Linked DNA regions of Sus scrofa: region 1 is linked to region 2. The links are chromatin contacts, called in public Hi-C maps. All regions are on one chromosome and are shown on one strand. The core of a region is the stretch at or near the end of the contact, and the rest is flanking DNA. Distances in the headings are between cores, read along the strand shown. Region 1 holds the start of PDHA1 (pyruvate dehydrogenase E1 component subunit alpha, somatic form, mitochondrial). Region 2 holds the start of PHKA2 (phosphorylase b kinase regulatory subunit alpha, liver isoform).

Evidence for each region. A called contact is a pair of places that touch in the nucleus more often than the background predicts.
Region 1: a contact with region 2 is called in a Hi-C map of liver, with 7 times the contacts expected there. The contact joins the promoter of PDHA1 here to the promoter of PHKA2 in region 2. A contact is called at or near these places in 1 of 5 promoter capture datasets (fetal liver) and 2 of 47 Hi-C or Micro-C datasets (embryonic fibroblasts and liver).

What each region holds. Positions count from the first base shown.
Region 1 is chrX:15,698,000-15,701,864 of Sscrofa11.1, reverse strand. PDHA1 (pyruvate dehydrogenase E1 component subunit alpha, somatic form, mitochondrial) reads right to left here and starts at 1,941. Exons shown (of 11, transcript XM_003360244.4): 1 at 1,603-1,941. The coding sequence starts at 1,659.
Region 2 is chrX:15,363,191-15,367,492 of Sscrofa11.1, reverse strand. PHKA2 (phosphorylase b kinase regulatory subunit alpha, liver isoform) reads left to right here and starts at 1,762. Exons shown (of 34, transcript XM_013985960.2): 1 at 1,762-1,954; 2 at 2,424-2,613. The coding sequence starts at 2,536. It overlaps LOC106506916 (a long non-coding RNA gene), which reads right to left and starts at 1,892. Exons shown (of 3, transcript XR_001302568.2): 1 at 1,807-1,892.

The sequences.
Region 1 (3,865 bases), core at 692-3,191, 330 kb before region 2:
ATAGTCACGTGCCTGGCACACATTAAGGGCACAATAAATGCTGGATTTATCTTTTGTGTACATAGAAATAAAAAATAAATACAAAAACTAGAGCTCCTGTCGTGGCTCAGTGGTTAACGAATCTGACTAGGAACCATGAGGTTGCGGGTTCAACCCCTGGCCATGCTCAGTGGGTTAAGGATCCAGTGTTGCCGTGAGCTGTGGTGTAGGTCGCAGACGCGCTCGGATCCCGAGTTCCTGTGGCTCTGGAGTAGGCAGGTGGCTACGGCTCTGATTCGACCCCTAGCCTGGGAACCTCCATATGCCGCAGGAGCGGCCCTAGAAATGGCAAAAAGACCAAAAACAACGGTGAAATGTGCTTGTTTTTCAGGGAGATCCAATCACAACCTAAATGCTAATACAGATTAATCACATGGCATTCTGTGTTTGTCAATCAATGGCAGTCCTAGAGAAGTACACTTCCTCCAACCGTTCGATGATCTCTGCCCTATACCAAGCTGAGCTGCCAGTCTTGGGAGTTACTGGAGCAAGAACTGCAAGTCAAAACTTGGCTGCAGTGATACCAAGTCACATTACCACCCATCCCGTGCTTAGAGGTCAAAATGCTCTGAACTTCGGCTAGGAATGTCTAAAAGTTGGAGCCATAAATAGCGCTAACCTCTAACCCCATCCTCCCAAACACCACTTTAGCTACTTCTATCCTAAATGAGAGTGTCTCCGCATCTGTGTGCAAGTGGAGGGCCTCCCTCTGGGTTCTGCCTGACGGCTTTTGAATCGACTGCCTAGGAAAAGCTCACCGTTGAGGCAGAGGGGAGGAAAGAGTACCAAGTGTGTTGTTTCTCTGGAACCCAACCCTGCATCAACACTCCACAGAGCCGAGCGCTGGCGTTCAACAAATGTATACCAAATTGGGAACTCAAATAATAACAATATTTAATACTGACGGCACCTACCATGTACCAGGCGCTACCGGAAAGGTTTACATACTTGTCACTCCTTTAAGCCTCACGACAACCCCATGGAGTAAGTACTCTCCATTTCAGAAATGAGGAAATTGAGCACCGGGCTGTTTTAAGAAAAAAAGCAAAACCAAAAAACTCTTGCCCAAGACCACAGGGCTAGTAAAGAGTGAGGCTGGCGTCTGAACGGAGTCAGTCTCCGGATTCCTGGTCAAGAGGAACTAAGGAAAAATTTTAATGAACCGGCCAGGAAGAGGCAGCCAACTCGAGGAAGCCCAAGGCCCCCTTTTCTGTCTACAGTAAAGGAACGGGCACTTTTGCTTCTTTTGGGGGGCGGGGGGCGGGCATTTTGGGGCCGCATCAACAAGCCCGGCACGGGGAACCACTGCTGACCTCCACGTGGACCTTGTAAAGCTCCCCCTCCAACAGGCGGCGCCGCTTGGCCGAGTCGCCGCTCCGCTCGCGGCCAGGAGTGCAGCACACAACGTGGAAGCAGAACAAAGGCCTGCGGCTCCCCGAAGACCGCTGCGCCCGGCCCGACCCGCCCGCCTAGCCCGCTTGCCCTGCCCTTTGGCGTCCTCCGGCGTCGGGCCCCGCCTCGGTCCCGCTCTTTCCCTGCCACGGGCCGCTCAGGCCGACTCACCGGCTTCTGGGCGACGCCCGACAACACGCGGGAGACGGCGGCGAGCATCTTCCTCATGGAGTGCGGGCAGTGGCAGCAGCGGCGACTCCCAACCGCTCAAGCAGCGAGGCCCAGAAGTCTCCAAGTCTCCTTCAGGCGCCCGGGGAGGACGCTAAGACCTAACGGCGGCGCTACGGAACGCGACGCGACGCGACGCGACGGAAGACGTCATGCGCCGCACCGGGCCACGGGCCAACCAGGATTGCTCTCAGGGCGTGCCCCGCCCACCCGAGAGGCCCACGGCCGCCCATTGGGTGTCGGAGCCAGAGAGCTGGGCTGAGGGCTGCCTCCGTCACCACACGGGTGAGGGGCGGGAGACCTGAGGACGCCTGCGTGGGAAAGCGAGGCCACGCCTCCAGGGCCACTCGGGAATGGACCCTGTTAGATTGGGCGCCACAGCTGAGCCGTGCTCCTCTGGAGATCGTTCAAGGGCAATACTACCCAGCGACTAGTCTTGCCAGTACTGCACCTTTGCAGCCTCTGCTCAATACACTGGATGATAAAGATTAATAGCCTGATGGGGCCAAAGGACAGAACATATGGTTTTTATAAATGGTTCTGCTGCCAACTTGTCTCTAAGAAGTTACATAACAGTTGTAAAAGGCTTCCCTGCCTACTTGAGCTAGGATCTGATGAAATAAAATTATTATTTTAAAGCAAGGCAAGAATTTTTTCTTTTTCTTTTTTTTTTTGTCTTTTTAGGTCCACACCTGTGGCATATGGAGGTTCCCAGGCTAGGGGTCGAATTGGAGCTGCAGCTGCCGGCCTACGTCACAGCCACAGCGAAGGGACCCAAACCACATCTGCAACCTACACTACAGCTCATGACAATGCGGAATCCTTAACCCACTGACTGAGGCCTGGGATCAAACCCGTGTCCTCACGGATACTACTCGGATTCGTTCTTGCTGAGCCATGACCGGGCCTCCAAGACAAGAAATATTTAAACAAAAATGTTTTCTCTGTCTGTTTGGGCCTTCTCCACACACACCCCCCCTTTCTGGTGTGCATTGTTCATCTACATTATTCATTAAGCTCACCTCCCCAATGGCAGAAATACCTCCTCAGCCATAAAGCTCAATTTTTCTTCTTCTAGAGCCAGCCATGTAACTCCTTTGAAGATAACATTCCTTGCTCAATCCTGTAAATCGTCGTGATTGCCCTCCACTCACCTCGTATGTGCAGACATCTTTGGTGAACTTTATGCACAAATGCCAATGTATCATTTCCCTTAAAGATAGCGACTGGTACAGAACAGACTGAGTCACAAGACCTAGGGAGATACAGGGCTGCAATGAATGGAATTTCTTCGCTTAAATACTTACGACCTTATTAATGTCTCTAGCTATACTCCTTGTATCCTGCCTGTTTTACAAGACTACTGTTTCTTGCATTACCAAATGGGCAACTGAGCCTCTGATAAAAGTAAGATGACTAGCTGACTTGGAACGAAGGACCAAAGATACATATAATTCTACCAGATCAATGTTGGTCATAGTGTAACCCTAGATATGGAAAGAAGCAACAAGAAGGAACCATTTCCTGGATCCTAACAGACTGGTATGACAGGTGGTCCTGAGGCTTTGGGCTACTGTTAGCAGGGCTTAGTCCCATAAGAGCACATGGAGGGTCCTAGCAAGGAAATCCTCCCCTGACCTGGGAATGAGCATTTCTAGTGGTGTGGGCCAAGTGGGTCATGAAATGCTTCCCAAATCTTCGTCAAAAATAAGATCAAAATGGGGGGGGGTTGTAAAACAAAAAATGTTGCCCAGCATGCAGTTCTACAAGAATCAAGTCATTAGCCACTGCAGTCACTGACCTAAAATACACCTGAAGAGGATTTCAGGATTAAGATCAGGGTGAAGCATTTTGTGCTCTGGGAAAACTGGCAGAACTAGCCCTCGGACAGATATTTTCAGGAGAAAATTTGATGAATCCAGTTTCTTGCATTTTCCCATACTTGGAAAAGCAGTAAAACCATTAACTAAGATATGTGTCCCCTTGTGAATAGCAGTAACCTTATACCAAGATAGGTGCTTGACTGCACATCCGCTCTCTCGAAAATCACACTGCACTGGCCTTCCTCTCCCTTTACCTTTTGAGAACAGTGCTCACAGCTCTGAGAGGATGTCTCCCAGGTTTTGAGCCTCAGGTTGGCTCAAATAAAAATTTGCCGTATCTTTATTTTTATTTATTTATTTATTGCTTTTTAGGGCCACACCTG
Region 2 (4,302 bases), core at 513-3,012:
GACAGATGATGGGTTTGGTGATTTAGTTGAGTGACTGCAGATTTATGTTACGGAATTTGTAAAATGAACTCGGTTAAGGACCATACATATATAGGGGACTCAACTGAACATGACTGATTTTCTTGCATTCGTGGGTTCATTCAACCAGTCATTCAATAGTAAGCTACAACTGCATGCTCAGTACTGTACTAGACACAGTAGGAGATACCAAGGACTGTTTCAATGAGTACCTAAAATCCAGTTAGAAAAAACGTGCCTCACATGAAAACAAGGATATGAAGCAATACATTGTTGTCTAGTGATTATGAAAACAGCTATGAGTTACGAAGCACATATATTAGCCAGGCATGGTGCTAAGTGTTTTATATTCATGCTCTTGATCACAGCTGTCCTAGTAGTAGGGGTTATTATTATCCCCATTGGTGATAACATTGAATTTCAATTCAAATAGCTAAAACATGCCAAAGCTCACACCACTTGTAAATGGCAGAACTGGAATTTGAACTCAATTTCTTTTTCTTTTTTTGTCTTTTTGCTATTTCTTGGGCCGCTCCCGCAGCATATGGAGGTTCCCAGGCTAGGGGTAGAATCAGAGCTGTAGCCACCGGCCTACGCCAGAGCCACAGCAACGCGGGATCCGAGCCGCGTCTGCAACCTATACCACAGCTCACGGCAACGCCGGATCGGTAACCCACTGAGCAAGGGCAGGGACCGAACCTGCAACCTCATGGTTCCTAGTCGGATTCGTTAACCACTGCGCCACGACGGGAACTCCTGAACTCAATTTCAATGACTCCAAGACCTATGTTCTTACTAGAGAAATTGTAATCGCAATTCAGAGAATGGGGAAGACTAATAGGAGGGCAGAGCTGAGCTAGCCCTTATTTATTTATTTATTTATTTGTCTTTTTGCTATTTCTTTGGGCCACTCCCGGGGCATATGGAGGTTCCCAGGCTAGGGGTCGAATCGGAGGTGTAGCCACTGGCCTATGCCAGAGCCACAGCAACGCAGGATCCGAGCCGCGTCTGCAACCTACACCACAGCTCACGGCAACGCCGGATCGTCAACCCACTGAGCAAGGGCAGGGACCAAACCCGCAACCTCATTGTTCCTAGTCGGATTCGTTAACCACTGCGCCACGAGGGGAACTCCTGAGCTAACCCTTAAAGCAAAGACAGAATTAAGACAAGAAGGAGGAGGAGGCCTCCTGGGTCGAGCATACTGTAAGTGCGTGGAAACTAGCAAAGGACTTGAGGAAAGGATCACATTAGCTGAGCTAGAATTAATATGGGGCCAGATTTGGGTGGAAAATAAATACTGGCCTGAAGATTGTAAAACTATGGGTAATTATTTGCCATGAAGAACTGTAATGCCAAGTTTCACGTTACAGGCCTGGGGACGGACGGCAGGCCAGGCCAGAGGAGCTTCACCCAGGTGACTAGGGGCAAGGCTGAAGGCGCGGGGTTGGGGGGGGCGGGTGCTGGAGGACCCTGACCTGCCCCTGTCGTTCTCTCTGCGGAGACGCGACCAGGGGCAGAACTCCGATTCTGGCCATCAGAGGGGCGACCAGGGAGCTGCGAGGGGCAGGCCATTGCCGGGCCTCCCCACCGCTGCTCGGGAAGGCAGTCTCACCCTCGCCCTAAGCCAGTCCTTTATCTTCCCATCGCCCAGCGTTAGGCCCCGAGGCGGGGCTAGAGGAGCTAGAGGGCGGGGCAAGGGGTGGGGTTGTGAGCTCATCTCGGGGAGGGGCGGGGCCGCTAGTGACCCGGCGTCGTCCAGGGCCGCTAGCGAAACAGTCCCCTTACCTTGCTCCTCAGGCCGGCTCCCCGGGTTCCGCTCCGCGTCGGGGGCGTTGCCGGGGGCGGGCCGGGGGGCGGGTCCGTGGCTTCCAGATGCCCGCGACCGAAAGGTCTGTTTCAACAGCCCGCGCTGAGGTCGGCAGCGGGCGGGGAGGTAAAGCGTTCAAAAGCAGACTGGTTCCCGCCCGGACCAAGGTTCTCCGCTGCTCTCGCGGGCCACCTCGTTTTCCTTCCCCCGAGGGGCGCGACTCCGAGGGTTCCGTTCCGCCGCGGGGGCGCGGCCGGGGGCGGGGCTGCTGGTGGGCTGCAGCTGGCGGGAAGGGTAGGGTTGGCGGCCTGCCCGGAGGCTCCCTCACGACCGCCGGAAGACAAAAAAAGGCTCGGCGGGGGCGTCGTCGCCCCTCGCCCGGAACCCAGGTCCCCGTTTTTCCGGCTGGGCAGCTCGAGACCCGCGAGCGTCGGGAGCGTGGCGGGCTTGGTCGAGGCGGGGCCGCCATAGCGCCAACCCCTATCTCCGCCCCGCTCCTTTCGAGCCGTAAGAAACTCTAGTTGGCTTGCTTTCCATAGTTTGGTTCTGTCGTTTTAAAAAGTCCCTACCTCTTACCTCCGGACTCCAATCCTAGAGCTGACTAAGGCAGTGAGTGTTTGGGAGCCAAGCCTGCACGGCGGCCGTCGCCCGGGCGTCCCACCTCCTCGCAGCAGGTCGGGCGCCGCGGTCCCAAGAGCATCGCGGAGATGAGGAGCAGGAGCAATTCCGGAGTCCGCTTGGACGGATACGCGCGGCTGGTGCAGCAAACCATCCTGTGTTACCAGGTAAGGAAGGACCACTCTCATCTGCCCTCTCGAGGCACTTTTTCGCCTACCCAGCCCCCTCTCGTGTCCTGAGACTTTGCATTTAAGCGGTTTCCTCTTTAAATGCGGTTCTTGCTGGCCGGTGGTTACACCCCACCCTCATTCCCAGCTCGTCCGCTTTACGAGTCAGGGGACTGAAGGGCTGAGCGGCTACGTTTCACAGAATTCTTTGAGCAAACTTTGGGATCGAAGATAGAGCTCCCTGCATGCCCCTGGGCCCCAAATGCGTCTTTTTTGTGTTGACTCTGCTTCTTTTGGATGCAAGGAGGTGTGTGTAGGTTGGACAGGGCACACTGCATGACGATGGTCAACTCTGGACCGCGAGGACAGTAGACAGGAATGAAAAAGCTCCTGAAGTGTACATCCCACTCCAAGGTGTGTGGCGGCTGCTGCTGTTCCTGATCTCGAGCTACCTTGTTAGAGACCCACCTGGGAGGGCTTTTAGGACTTCGCAGATGAGAAAACGGGGCCAAAAAGGTAACTGCAGGTAGTGGGGTCTGACCCAAACGCAGATCTTCTGCTCCCAAGTTGGAGGGGATCTGTGAAGCTGCCCATGTGGTCGGAGGTTTGGGTATGTCATGTGTTTTGTATTTCTAGACTAAAGTTATATGTGGGCCCATCGTGTAAGACCACTGGACTATTTTTATTCCTTGTGAAGACACCAGCTATGTTGCTTGTCATCAATCAACAGCAGCTATTTATAGGACCTCCATGTCAGAGAAGGAAGTGGTATTCCAGGGTCAGAGGCCTGGCCTTCAAGTTGGGACCCACGGTTAACTCCCAAGCCACTGACCCCTTTCCCATTAGCCAATTTCTCGGCCTTGTTTCTTCATTCAGGAAATATTTATTGTGGACTTGTTATGTGCGTGGCACTCTGTCAGGTGCTGGGCTTACAAAGAAAAAATGCTTGTAGTGCAGTGAGGTTTATGCAGAGGGAGTAGGTCCAGAGTCCCTTGTCTGAAACTCTTGGGGCCAAATGTGGTTTGCAAGTCAGAGGGGTTTGGATTTTAGAAAGGTAATATGCATATGTATATTCTCTAGTAAGTGCGTTGGAGTCAGGGCAGCACCCCTTAATCAAACACATGCTTATTTTCCACATCCGAATATGAATATTTACAGAGTAGGAAAAGTAAAGACTGAAAATAGTTTCACATCAGTTCAGGTCGCCTTTTGCCACCAAGCTGGCTGCAAACTAATGAAAACATGCAAAAATTTCAGAGCGTACTGGCTTTTGAAATTGCACATGAAGGACTGTGGTTCTTATTTTGAGAGCTCAGCCCAGTTTGGGGAGCAGGGAGGAGGTGATGTTCAAGTTGAAAACTGAAGAAGGCAGGCAGATAGGGGTGATTTTTTTTTTTTTTTTTTGCCTTCCTCTTTGGAATATATTATAATTACTTCTATAAAGTAGTTGAAAATCCTTTCCCTTCATTACCGTGTTGGAAGGGGCTTTAAGGAGATCTGATCAAGTTCGGTTCTTGTGTCACACCCAGGTTTGACTCTGCAGCTCTGCCTTGAACATCATGTGTGACCTTTACCCAACCTCTCTGGTCCATGCCCTCGTCTGTAAAATGGAGATAATAACACCTGCCTCCACTGAGGTATCGTGAAGAAAAGCTTAGTGCCTAGTATGTTGCCTGGCCCCCCATAGGC